Regions from separate parts of the Macaca mulatta genome. Here regions 1 and 2 are each linked to region 3. Evidence: chromatin contacts called from public Hi-C data. All regions are on one chromosome and are shown on one strand. The core of a region is the stretch at or near the end of the contact, and the rest is flanking DNA. Distances in the headings are between cores, read along the strand shown.

Region 1 (4,251 bases), core at 1,167-3,666, 96 kb after region 3:
ATATGCCAAGCACTAGGCTAGTCACCGAGTTCATAAACCAGTTGGAAAGACAGGTACATCCACTAATTTTAATAAGGTGTGATCAACACTATTACAGAGACTGTGAGAACACAGATAGTTTCAGGTAATGGATGATAAAATACTATGTTTTTGCCCTTTGCAGGTTCACAAGTTCAGTCTACAATAGCAATGTCCAATACAGTGGTCAGCCACATTTCAAGTACTCAACAGTCACATGAGGCTAGTGTCTATCACACTTGGATAGCTAAGCACAGATACTTTTATCATCCATGGAAGAGGGGGTTAACTATAGCTGCTTCCAAGACAGCAAGGGAGCCGGGTACGGTGGCTCACGCCTGTGATCCCAGCACTTTGGGAGGCCTAGGTGGGCGGATGCCGAGGTGGGCGGATCACGAGTTCAGGCGATGGAGACCATCCTGGCTAATATGGTGAAACCCCGTCTCTACTAAAAATACAAAAAATTAGCTGGGCGTGGTGGCAAGCGCCTGTAGTCTCAGCTACGCGGGAGGCTGAGGCAGGGGAATCGCTTGAACCCGGGAGGCGGAGGTTGCAGTGAGCTGAGATAGCGCCATTGCACTCCAGCCTGGACAACAGAGCGAGACTCCGTCTCAAAAATAAATAAATAAATAAATAAATAAATAAATAACCCAGACAGCAAGGAACATTTCCCATATGTGAAGCCTGTGGTACTAGCTACCAATTCCCCAAACGCAACCCCTCTCCCCAACACCTTGGCTCCGGTATATTTTGTAGTACAGGCTCCCAAGAGAAAGAATGCATGAAAGTACTTTGTAAACCATTAAGTGATACAGAAATGTGATATGATAAACAGGCTCAGAGTTCTTACTTTCGTCATAGCTTTGGCTACTTCAAGCAAATTATAGCTCTTTTCTCAAACTACTCCCACCCCTATAATTGATGCCAAAATGTTCTGAAAAGAAACACAGGCAAAATGGTTATCCTAGGGCTAAAAATCCTGATTATACCTACCTTGAGGTTTTTAATCCAGGACCCTACTTCACCACCCGCCTTCTCTGTCACTGTCTCTACAAAGGAAGGACACGAATTAAGACTTCCAAAAGAACAAAATATTTATTTTTTAAATTTAAGAATTATCAGACAGCTAAGTAACGGGAATTGGATCCTCATCGGGGTCTTCTGGCAAGTCGGAAGCACCACCACCCTCTCCTGTAGCTCGATGCTTCTCTAGTTTAGCAATCAATTCTTTCGCTGGATTGAAGACGCCATTGGTCTGCTGGTCACAGACATAGCAGCGCGGGGTGGTGCGGAAATGCTGCAGTGCACAGCTCTCGCAGAAATAATGCCTGCACTTGGTGACAACTGGGTTTTGGAAGCTCTGGCGACAGATGAAACACTTGAATGGTATTTCCTCATCATCGCTTCCCACTTCATAGTTTTCATCCTCATAGACACCATAGCGACCCTCATCAAGCTCACGTTCGATCTGCCACCCATGCTTGTAATCTGAACGGTCATGGAGGAATTTGCAGCTGTCTCCGAAGCCGCAGAAGCCAGTCTCTTTGTAGTCCTTACAGATGTCGGGCTGGTAATCCCAGCGCACCGTGGCACGTAGATGCTCGGGCGCTCGGATGGGGCCCTTCCTCACCATCCCGGAAGAGGCATTGCCCATAGACGTATCCTTGGGCTTCATGTATTTCTGATAATTGTTGATTCCCCGATAGATCTTGTCATCCTCCTTGCCCCTCAGCTCCTCCTGGATCTTCTGGCTGCGCTCAAAGATGGCTTGTGCATCGCGCTCTTTCTCTGTGTCCAGCTCATAGACAGCTGTCGCCCCCATATCCTCTGGTCCCACGGGTTTCGCCGAGCGGGTGGATTTATAAACCACGCCGAGACTCTCGGGCTCATTTTCCTCCTCCTCCTCGCTGCTCAAGTCGCCGTAAGCTGCCTTCTGTTTACCACTGTCACGAGTCTTCTGTATCATTGGATTGTGAGTCGCCCGCTTCTTTTCCGGTCGAACCACAGTGCAGCCTTCGTCGCTACTGCTGCCGCTGTCTCCGGGCTCTGGGTCGCAGGCCGGGCGCTTTCTGCGTCCAGCAGCCCCTTTCCGCCCAGGCTTTTTGAAAAGGAAGGTGCACACCTGATCCGCCGTCTTCCCTGGAGAAAACTGCTCTGCCATTTTAGAGTCCCGAGCTCCGAAACGGCCGTCGCTGCCTGGGTTGCACTTGGCCTCTGCGCGTTACTCCACGTCGCGCGCTCCGCCGGGAGTCGAAGCAAAAGACACTGACGGAAGAGAACTGCGAGAGCGCGAGCGCCAGCCTCTCTTGAGCCCTGGCAGATCCCGTCGCTTCCTCCGGAGCCGTACGTGGCACCGCCCCGCTCGCGGGCGGCCGCGGGGCTTACTGGGAAGGGAGCCGAAGCCCGGTCACCTTTCAAGGACCCAGAAGTAGGGTTTTGGCCTAGATAACGGGGCAGAGATGTGGTTCGAGATTCTCCCCGGACTCGCCGCCATGGGCGTGTGCTTGTTTATTCCAGGACTGGCTACTGCGTACATCCAGAGGTTCACTAACGGGGGCAAGGTAAGGCGGCTTCCTGGGCCCGGGGGCTGACTCCACTGGCTGATTTCTGAAAAGGATGGTGGGCAGAGAGTCCGTCAGCCTGCGGACCCTCTCTCCGAGGCCGGCCCTCTATTTTCTTCCGGTTGCCTAGAAGCCGAGGCTTGCGAAACGAAGCGCGGTAGAAACCACATCCTGCTCTGGTGAAAAACAGCGTTTCTGGGTGTATCAAAGTGGGCCTTAGGGCAGAGTAGCGACGCGGGGGCCGGAAAGGTAGATTAGAAGAGGTGGCTCAAGCCTGAGAATCCCTCACTGCAACCTCCGCCTTCCGGGTTCAAGAGATTCTCCTGGCTGGGCGCGGTGGCTCACGCCTGTAATCCCAGCACTTTGGGAGACCGAGGCGGGCGGATCACCTGAGGTCGGGAGTTCGATACCAGCCTGACCAACATGGGGAAACCCCATCTCTACTAAAAATACAAAATTAGTGGAGCGTGGTGGCGCATGCCTGTGATCCCAGCTACTCGGGAGGCTGAGGCAGGAGAATCGCTTGAACCCAGGAGGCGGAGGTTGCAGTGAGCCGAGATCGCGACACTGCACTCCAGCCTGGGCAACAAGGGCGAAACTCCGTCTCAAAAAAAAAAAAAAAAAAAAAAAAAGATTTTCCTGCCTCACCCTCCTGAGTAGCCGGGACCACGCCCGGCTATTTATTTATTTATTTTGGTAGAGACGGGGTTTCATCATGTTGGCGAGGCTGGTCCCGAACTTCTGACCTCAGGTGATCCACCCGCCTTGACCTCCCAAAGTGCTGGGATTACAGGCGTGAGCCGCCGCTCCCGGCCACCCTTGACTTTTTTATTCCCCACTTTCTCTTGCAAGCGTTTAGGAATTTACTGCAAGGTCTTGTGTTTTACATCAGGATTCATTTTCCCCTCTTAGCCCTTCACATCATCTCTAGAGTACAGAGTATAAATTTATTTACTTTTTGAATTTGTGATTGTCCACGTGTGATCTACAGCTGTTGTTTCTTAGTGTCCCAAAAGGCAACAACTAGATATTTCTTTTTTTTTTCTTTTTTTTAAAAAGGAAAAGAAATTCATGTTGGTTAAAATAGTGTAAGAAGTCACGGTCACCAACTTAATCCTAAAGTGTAGTGGTCTGATTTTATTTAGGAGATTCTGTTCTTGTACTACTAATTTGCATTTTTATTTGAATGATGATTCCATTTCTCTAGAATGTCCCTTCTAAAAATTGTAATATCCATCAACTGGGTCACTCACTTTTATAAACTGCAACAATAATTGTCTCTTATTTGAAGGAAAAAAGGATTGCTCATTTTGGGTATCACTGGAATCTGATGGAAAGAGATAGGCGCATCTCTGGAGTTAATCGTCACTATGTGTCAAAGGTAAGAAGCCACTCTGATGCCAGCCTTCTGCCAGGGTTGAGGTGGGTTCTGGTAATGCCTTGCCAAGGGTCATACAATGCTAATATATAACTAGCATTTTCTTGTCTACTAGTGAGGTTGGCATCTTTTTACATATTTAATCTTTTATGTTTCTTATTTTTTTTAGTTTTTCTTACTGTCATATATTTCTTATTCTGTGGATTGTTGCCTATATCCTTTGCCTGTTCTATTGTTTTGTCTTTTTTCTTTTCAATCTATAGTTCTTTATATATTCTAGACTTTTAATTTTTT
Region 2 (4,223 bases), core at 1,103-3,602, 69 kb after region 3:
GCGAGAGCCACGCACCGGGCCGAGATGTATCAAGTTTTTTTTTTTTTTTTTTTGGAACGGAGTCTTGCTCTGTCGCCCAGGCTGGAGTGCAGTGGCGCGATCTCCGCTCACTGCAAGCTCCGCCTCCTGGGTTCACGCCATTCTCCTGCCTCAGCCTCCCGAGTAGCTGGGACTACAGGCACCCGCCACCATGCCCGGCTAATTTCTTGTATTTTTAGTAGAGACGGGGTTTCACTGTGTTAGCCAGGATGGTCTCGATTTCCTGACCTCGTGATCTGCCCGCCTCGGCCTCCCAAAGTGCTGGGATTACAGGTGTGAGCCACCGTGCTCGGCCAATGTATCAAGTTTCATGTTTTAATTATATACAACTTTGTGAGAATGTTCAACAGTATCCCAACTGGGAACTGTTGGCTTAATGGATTTGAATTAAATAAATGTTTGTCTTTGAAGCAAAATAAGAAGTAAATATTTAAAATTTATCAAACAAGTTTAAGAGTCACTTATCAGTACTGCAGCTGAAACTCTATAGTCAAAACAGCAGGTTTAAGCCAGGGCAAAAAATTTGTCACACGAGGAGAAAACAGTTGCAATTTCACTCAGTTGATCAAATTAAAAAAATAGTAAGTTAATAAAAGTAACCAAGGACTGTGAAAAGTCACATGTCTATTTATAAGACTGCAACAAGCTTATCAAATGTGTAAAACTCTTTACTTAAATGTTGCACATTTTATCACCCAGGAAGCAACGCAATGCACACACTGTCTTAAACATACAAATGACAAAGAATGACAAAGAAATTCCCTTTTTATTTCAGTTACCAGAACTCACCTTTATTGTCAAGGAATACATAACCATCAAAGCGATCCCTGAACAAAATAATGTCCTCTTGGTTTTTAAAGTTGATGTATGCTCTGGCATACATATGAGGATACAAACTGCAGAGAGGAAAGCAATTATGTAAATGTATTTGCAGGTGTCTGGCCCAATTACAAGTATGCATATATTAAAGACAAGCTCAAAAATTAAATGGAAAACAGTAGGATAAAAAGAGTGAAAGAAACCTTTTTCATTTACCCCTTTCCTTTTTTTTTTTTTTTTTTTTTACCTCGTATCATTAGAAAAAAACTCAAAATAATCATGCTCAGGCATAGGTTGAAGATGTTCCTGAAGCTGCTCCTTGGTCAAAGTGGGAGGTAATCTTCGAATTACCACCTTAAGAAATGCATAAGGAAAATAAAATTAGTAAAAATCAATTTTCTCTCATACCTGAAAGAATCACAGTTCCTGAAGAAGACTGGGCTTTTTAAAATATGAGATCACTTGTAAAAACCCAGGAGAAAATATTCTGCAGCCCAATGCTCAGAAGTAGTCAAAGATAATAGTAACGCGGTTAAAAAAAAAAAAAAAACGCTTGGAAATGAGAACCACCTGGAGCAGGGAAAAATCTCAGGTTTTGCTCTTTACAGCAGCCCTGCAGTTTACCAGGTTTGTGCATCATTTTCGATCACCCATTTTTTAACAGATCTAGTGGCAAGAAATTAGTAAGCCAACCCTGGTCTTTGTGGGTGCCACGAAATCTTGATTTAGTAACAAGTTTCTCCCACGTCCAACACATCTTAAAACAAAATCCTTGCCCATTGAACTTAAGAATTCAAAACTCTAACGAATACAAAAAATCCACCCATTGCTCTCAAAATAGTATGCTCTCGATCTACCCTCCCGTACCATTAATCACCCTGAACTCTCCCCCAACTCGCCTCCATGAATAATATTGCCATCCCTCATGTCTCCTTCAGTATTTAATATTTCTCCCCAATTACACCTTTAGTTCCTCATTCTTTATACCGTCGCTCTCTCTTCCCATTATCACCTCACAGCTCTGACCTAAACCCTTCCCGTTTGGGGAGTCCCCCCTTTTCCTCACCCCTACCCAGGATTTGGCCGGGAGGGGCTCTCCCCATTTCGGGAGAAAGGATAAACCAGGATGGTGCGACTTCCATTCAGGCGAAGAGAAGAAGGGGAACCTGAGAGAGAAAGGGGCCGGCCCCATTCCCAGCCATCCTCCCCGCGCTGCGGACCCGTCCCGCCCTCTCCCGGGCCAGCGGCCGACCGGGCACCTTGCTCAGCGCTTCTTTCTTCTCCTTGTTGCGATCCTGCTTATCTTCCCCCTTGGAGCTGTCCCCCGAGGTCCCACCACCGCTGCCTGTGGCCCCGGCGGGGGTTAACAAGGTTACTCGCTTCTCCTTAGGCCTGTGCTCCTTCTCTTCCTTCATGGCTACGTCCCCCGCTGAAGCGGCTCGGCCGGAACGGGGCTACCCCGGGCACCAACGGCTCCAGGGAAGCTCCCGTCAAAGCTCCGCCCCCAACAAATGCCCCTTATGATAAGTCGGGCCCCACGTTCCACTGGGGCCTGCCAAGCTCTCGCGAGACTTGGGCCTTTCCCAGTGCAAAGGTTTTAACACCTGGTTTTTACTTCCCGCCCGCCAAGTTCCTGTGTCACCCAATCCCCTCGCGGCGCAGACTCCCTCTGGGCCCGCCCCTTCGCGCGTCATTAGCAACTCCGCCATCTTGAAGTGACTCTGTCGGGGACTACAAGTCCCGGCATGCAAAGCAGCTGCCCGCTTTTGTTGGGCGTTCAGGAGCCAGAGGTATCTCAGGGTCCCTGTTTGTAAGTAAATCGAATCCTTTCATCTTCAGAGTTTTTCAGGTCGAAAGATACGTTCTGCACGCTTAGTTTCCATCGGATAAACTCAATGCCGTCCAAATTTTGCCTCACTAGGGGAGCGACTTGTATATTTTGTCTTTGAATTCAGAGGCTTTAGAATTTATTTTCCTACAACTCAAAGAAAGAGCCTAACATTTAAAAAAATTTATTTTCCTTATATTGATTAGGATTTACAGATACTTAGTAAACACTACAATATTAGCCGAGTTCAGTGGCGCGCGCCTGTATTCCCAGCTGCTAGGGAAGGCTGAGAAGGGAGGATCTTGAGCCCAGGAATTCGAGGCTGCAGTGAGCCATGATCGCGCCACTGCACTCCAGCTTGGGCGACAGAGCGAGACCCTGTATCTAAAAAAGAAGGATAATAATAAATAAACACAAGATACTGATATTTAAAGGAGTAATATGGGCCGGGCGCGGTGGCTCAAGCCTGTAATCCCAGCACTTTGGGAGGCCGAGACGGGCGGATCACGAGGTCAGGAGATCGAGACCATCCTGGCTAACACGGTGAAACCCCGTCTCTACTAAAAAATACAAAAAACTAGCCGGGCGAGGTGGCGGGCACCTGTAGTCCCAGCTACTTGGGAGGCTGAGGCAGGAGAATGGCGTAAACCCGGGAGGCGGAGCTTGCAGTGAGCTGAGATCCGGCCACTGCACTCCAGCTCGGGTGACAGAGCGAGACTCCGTCTCAAAAAAAAAAAAAAAAAAGGAGTAATATGACCAAAATATACGAGATTTGTTTTCATCACCTTATTTTACAAAAGGATCATTCTCCCCAGGTACTGATGTCCCACAGGGAAGGGAATAAAAATAAAACCCAATTTGATTTAGTTGTGATCACCCTCTTCACTTAAAAAGGGCCAATTTTACATTATTTATAATAACTCCAAACTGGAAACAATCCAAATGTTCTCAACAGGCAAAGGGATAAAACAAAATATGGTACAGCCATAGAATGCAATGCCACTCAGCAATAAAAATTAACTATTGATATACGCATCAACATAAGTGAATCTCACAGTGATTATGTTGAGTGACAGAATCCAGACACCAAGAGAGTACATGTTGTACAATTCCATTTATATGAAATTTTAGAAAAGGTAAAACCACAATGATAGAAAGCACTTCAGTCGGCCGGACGTGGTGGCTCACGCCTATAATCCCAGCAATTTAGGAGGCCAAGGCGGATGGATCACCTGAAGTCAGGAGTTCGAGACCAGCCTGGCTAACTTGGCGAAACCCCGTCTCTACTAAAAACACAAAAAATTAGCTGGGCGTGGTGGCTCATGCCTGTAATCCCAGCACTTTGGGAGGCCGAGGCAGGCAGATCACCTGAGATCAGGAGTTCAAGACCAGCCTGACCAACTTGGTGAAACCCTGTCTCTACTAAAATACAAAAATTAGCTGGGCATGGTGGCGGGCGCCTGTAGTCCCAGCTATTTGGGAGGCTGAAGCAGGAGAGTCACTTGAACCTGGGAGGCGGAGATTGCAGTGAGCCGAG
Region 3 (3,823 bases), core at 892-3,391:
TTCCAGCCTGGGAAACAGAGCGAGACTCCATCCATCTCGGAAAAAAACAAAATACAAAAACAAAAAGCCTAAAAACACTGACTGGGTCTTCTCCACCAGGATGTGTATAAGGCAGCCTTCCACCTTATGACCTAGCTCAGACTGAAGATAACCAGGCAATTAACAAGTATTGGAAAACTGTCTGCCCATAAGCCCAGCTGTGGCCTGGATGCAGTGCAGAAACAAAGGAGGCATGTTTTTAGAAAGGAATTTGAGAATGCTGTCAGAGGGTGGATTGGACTGCAAGCAATTTTAATCATGTATTTATACTCAAAAAGTAACCTTGGCCAGGTACAGTGGCTCTTACATTTAGCAAAATACAAGCAGTATGATGGAGGTCTTACCTTATTTTATTTCCAGTTTTCATCCGAATCCACTGGGGAATGGGACGATTTTGCTTTTGTTTCTTGGCCAGGAATCGCTTAATCCTGAAAGTCTTGTGAGAAGACTGGGAAGAAAATGCAATCAATTTAGACATTGATATTAGAGACTGCCTGAATGATTCAAAGTCAAGAACTCCTTCAAACCAACATTTGAGTGCTTAACACATACCCCAGCCCCAAAATCTTCTCAACGCTAAGCCATCAAACCAAGCAAGTCTCTGACCCTCACAACTTCTCTGGAGGCAGATACCACAGTTTCTATTGTTCAAATTAAATAAGTGGAATCAGGAGGTTAAGAAACATGCACAAAATCAGAGCATCAATGTGCAGAACCAGAATTGAAACCCAGGTCCTCTCTGCTCCACAGCCAGAGGCTACCTTTCAGTTTACCCTGCGGTCCCCCAAGGACTCAGACGACCACACTGGGAATGGCGAGGGAACTTGGCTTCCTGGGAAGAACACAGCTTTGAGTCAAACAGAACCATCTACCATTTGCAAGTCAACGAATCTCAGTGCTCTACTTTGTAAAATAGGGGTACATACTTTTCAAGTGTCATTGGGAGGGTAATTAAGACTTAGGGAAAGTCCCTGCTGAGGTTCAGAGGATCTACTCACCATTTCGGTATTAATCGTAACTCTATCCCTACTGCTAATTTTCACTGCTACAAAAATAAACTTTTAAATTTAAAAAGAAATGAAATGTCACTTTTCCGAGGATGACTGTCTCAGTTTCTAGTTGCATCTTTTGGCTTTCATAAAGAACTTCAGTCATCTAAGGCCAACCCCAATACTCCCCCAAATCTACAGAATAATCTCGCAAAAAGGGCACGGATGCAGGTTGAATGCCTGGCCAACCTGAAAGAACATACCCTTGCATAATAATGGGAGCCAATACAAAGAAGGCAAAGATTACACGGCCCCCCCCCCACAGTAGCAGTTGTAAATCTTGTCAAGTAATAAACTATTACTTGACAAGTGACAAAATATCAGTACTTATCGCCTCCACATCTGTAAATCAACATTTCACATTTCCCAGTAAAGAGTGACTAGTTCGCTACTGCTATTTACTAAGAAGGCCAGAATGACATACGGGTTCACAAAACACCCCTTGTTCTAGGCGCTTCCACGGGGTGACGCTCAAGTCTCTGAATAAACGTCCTCTAAACAAAAGTCCTGGGATCTAAAAATGTGGTTCGCTTCTCCACGCCAAGCTTAAACCCTTTTCGAAAACCAGTAGCCCACATTACCCTCCTGATTGCCCTCCACGTTGCGCGTGCCACGGGCAGCCCACAGTCAGGTCACGATTTCGGGGGTGGCTGCTACCTCCCAACCCTCGCCTCCAGAACCAGAGTTCGCTACAAGCGAAGGGAAACCGGAATCCCTGCCGACTCGGCAGCGGCCCGGCAAAGAAAGAGTCCCCTTGAATCCGCGGCCGCAGCGCAGCCCGCCCCTCTCCAGGTTGCTCGCTGGCTCATTAGCTTCCCTCCAGGCCGAGGAAGACAACAGTGGCCGAACTGGAGCTTTTCTTGAAAAAGCCTTTAAAAGGCACCAGCGCCTCGACGCCCCGCGCGGCCCAGGCATTTCGTGGCAGCGGCCTCGGGTGTTTGGGAAGCCACCCTGGGGCCGATGGGGGCCGATGGGGACCGATGGGGACCGATGGACTTACCATGGCGAGAAGTGGAGGCAAGAACACACCACGATGGCGGAGAAAGGAAAAGAGGGGGGAAGCAGGCGGAAGAACGAGCTTAGAAGGCGCTTCTGATGGGCGGAGCTTAGGAGGTGACGCTATTCGCCGACCGCCTCTTCCTAGTGCCTTCTGTGCCCACCGGTGCGCTCCCATGGCGCCGTGGGAAAGAGCGCTGGTTCCTGCCAAATGCAATTCGCTTTGCTTCGCTTCCCTAAGTGGGTTCCCCGAGAGGCCCGGCAGTGTGCTAGGGGCACCCTGCTTTGCAAGTGAGGCAGACAGCCCGTGATAAATGCCAAAGTAGAAGCCCTTCCGAAAACCTAAGGAGTCGATTGGGCGGGACTAACCCTAAGAGAGGGCAGGGGAAGCGACCGTCACCTCCGGGCGCCTGGGACTGGGAACGCCGGATCGGAGCTGGGCAGGCGAAGAGCAAGTGCCATTTTCCCGGAGGGCTACGAGTCATTCCGGCCTGGCTGGAAGGTGTGGGAAGGGACAGTCGTGTCGGAGGAAGCAGGAGAAGTTAGAGGGGGTTGGACCACGTGGACGCTTATGTAAGCCTAGACACTTGGGGTTTTCGACTAGGCGAAAGGTTGCCAATCAAAGTTTTCAACTCAGAAAGTTAGGGACAGAACCTCTTCCTTGGCTGCTAAGAAGTCCAGCCTGACATTGTATCCCGCCTTTGGCAAGCTGTACAATAATTAATGACATGCGTTTGGGATGCTAGTGTTCCCCGTTTTAATCCTTTTCCCCGTTTAAAAGCAAAAACCTTTCATTTTTGATGAATAAATAAAATAAATATAAAAATAAGCCGGGCGTGGTGGCTCACGCTTGTAATCCCAGCACTTTGGTAGACCTAGGCGGGCGGATTACTTGAAGTCAGGAGTTGGAGACCAGCCTGGCCAACATGGTGAAACCCTGTCTCTACTAAAAATACAAAAACTTTAACCAGGCGTGGTGGTCGGCGCCTGTAATCTCAGCTACTCGGGAGGCTGAGACAGGAGAATTGCTTGAACCCGGGAGGCGGAGGTTGCAGTGAGCCGAGCGCCACTGCACTCCAGCCTGGGCAACAAGAGCAAAACTCCATTTCAAAAAGGAAAAAGTAAATAAATAAAAGCAAAAACCTCCACGTATATTTGCAGTCACCTCAAGCATTTTTGCACCAATGGATCACAGAAAGGGTTTTTAACCTGGAGTCCACAAGAGTCCATGTATAGAATTCAGAGGATCCCATGAACTTGAATGGGAAAATACAACTTTATTTCCACCAAATTTAATGAAATTTAATGCTTTCTTTATTTACGAATGTAGGCAACAGACCACAGTGGCATTAGCAGTACTTGTGACTTGGTCACTAATAGAAATCATAGATGGCTTCATATTACATTACAGTTGATGCAGATGTCTCCAGACATTATTTACACACACTTCCTTTAAATTATATTACTTATTAAGTTCACAAGTAGAACTATGTTAAGAAGCCCATATATTACTATAGCACAGATTTCTTTCTTTTCTTTTCTTTTTTTTTTTTTTCCAAGACTGAGTCTCCTTTTATTGCCCAGGCTGGAGTGCAATAGCACAATCTTGGCTCACTGCAACCTCCGCCTCCTGGGTTCAAGTGATTCTCCTGCCTCAGCCTTCTGAGTGGCTGGGATTATAGGCACGCCCTACCACGCCCAGCTAATTTTTGCATTTTTAGTAGAGACTGAGTTTTCAC

What was found. Hi-C and Micro-C count contacts between places; a contact is called where the count stands out from the background.
Region 1: a Hi-C map of liver shows a contact between it and region 3, with 4 times the contacts expected there. The contact joins the promoter of NDUFA1 here to the promoter of RPL39 in region 3. A contact is called at or near these places in 2 of 14 Hi-C or Micro-C datasets (blood and liver).
Region 2: a contact with region 3 is called in a Hi-C map of liver, with 6 times the contacts expected there. The contact joins the promoter of UPF3B here to the promoter of RPL39 in region 3. A contact is called at or near these places in 2 of 14 Hi-C or Micro-C datasets (blood and liver).

Annotation. Positions count from the first base shown.
Region 1 is chrX:126,364,262-126,368,512 of T2T-MMU8v2.0, forward strand. It overlaps NDUFA1 (NADH:ubiquinone oxidoreductase subunit A1), which reads left to right and starts at 2,417. Exons shown (of 3, transcript NM_001257292.1): 1 at 2,417-2,579; 2 at 3,871-3,960. The coding sequence starts at 2,478. It overlaps RNF113A (ring finger protein 113A), which reads right to left and starts at 2,394. Exons shown (of 1, transcript NM_001198701.1): 1 at 1,038-2,394. The coding sequence starts at 2,179. The coding sequence ends at 1,145. It overlaps LOC144338809 (a long non-coding RNA gene), which reads right to left and starts at 3,873. Exons shown (of 2, transcript XR_013413197.1): 1 at 3,371-3,873; 2 at 2,409-2,906.
Region 2 is chrX:126,337,046-126,341,268 of T2T-MMU8v2.0, forward strand. UPF3B (UPF3B regulator of nonsense mediated mRNA decay) reads right to left here and starts at 2,353. Exons shown (of 10, transcript NM_001266737.1): 1 at 2,118-2,353; 2 at 1,106-1,212; 3 at 829-935. The coding sequence starts at 2,273.
Region 3 is chrX:126,268,719-126,272,541 of T2T-MMU8v2.0, forward strand. RPL39 (ribosomal protein L39) reads right to left here and starts at 2,142. Exons shown (of 3, transcript NM_001267538.2): 1 at 2,089-2,142; 2 at 384-487. The coding sequence starts at 2,091.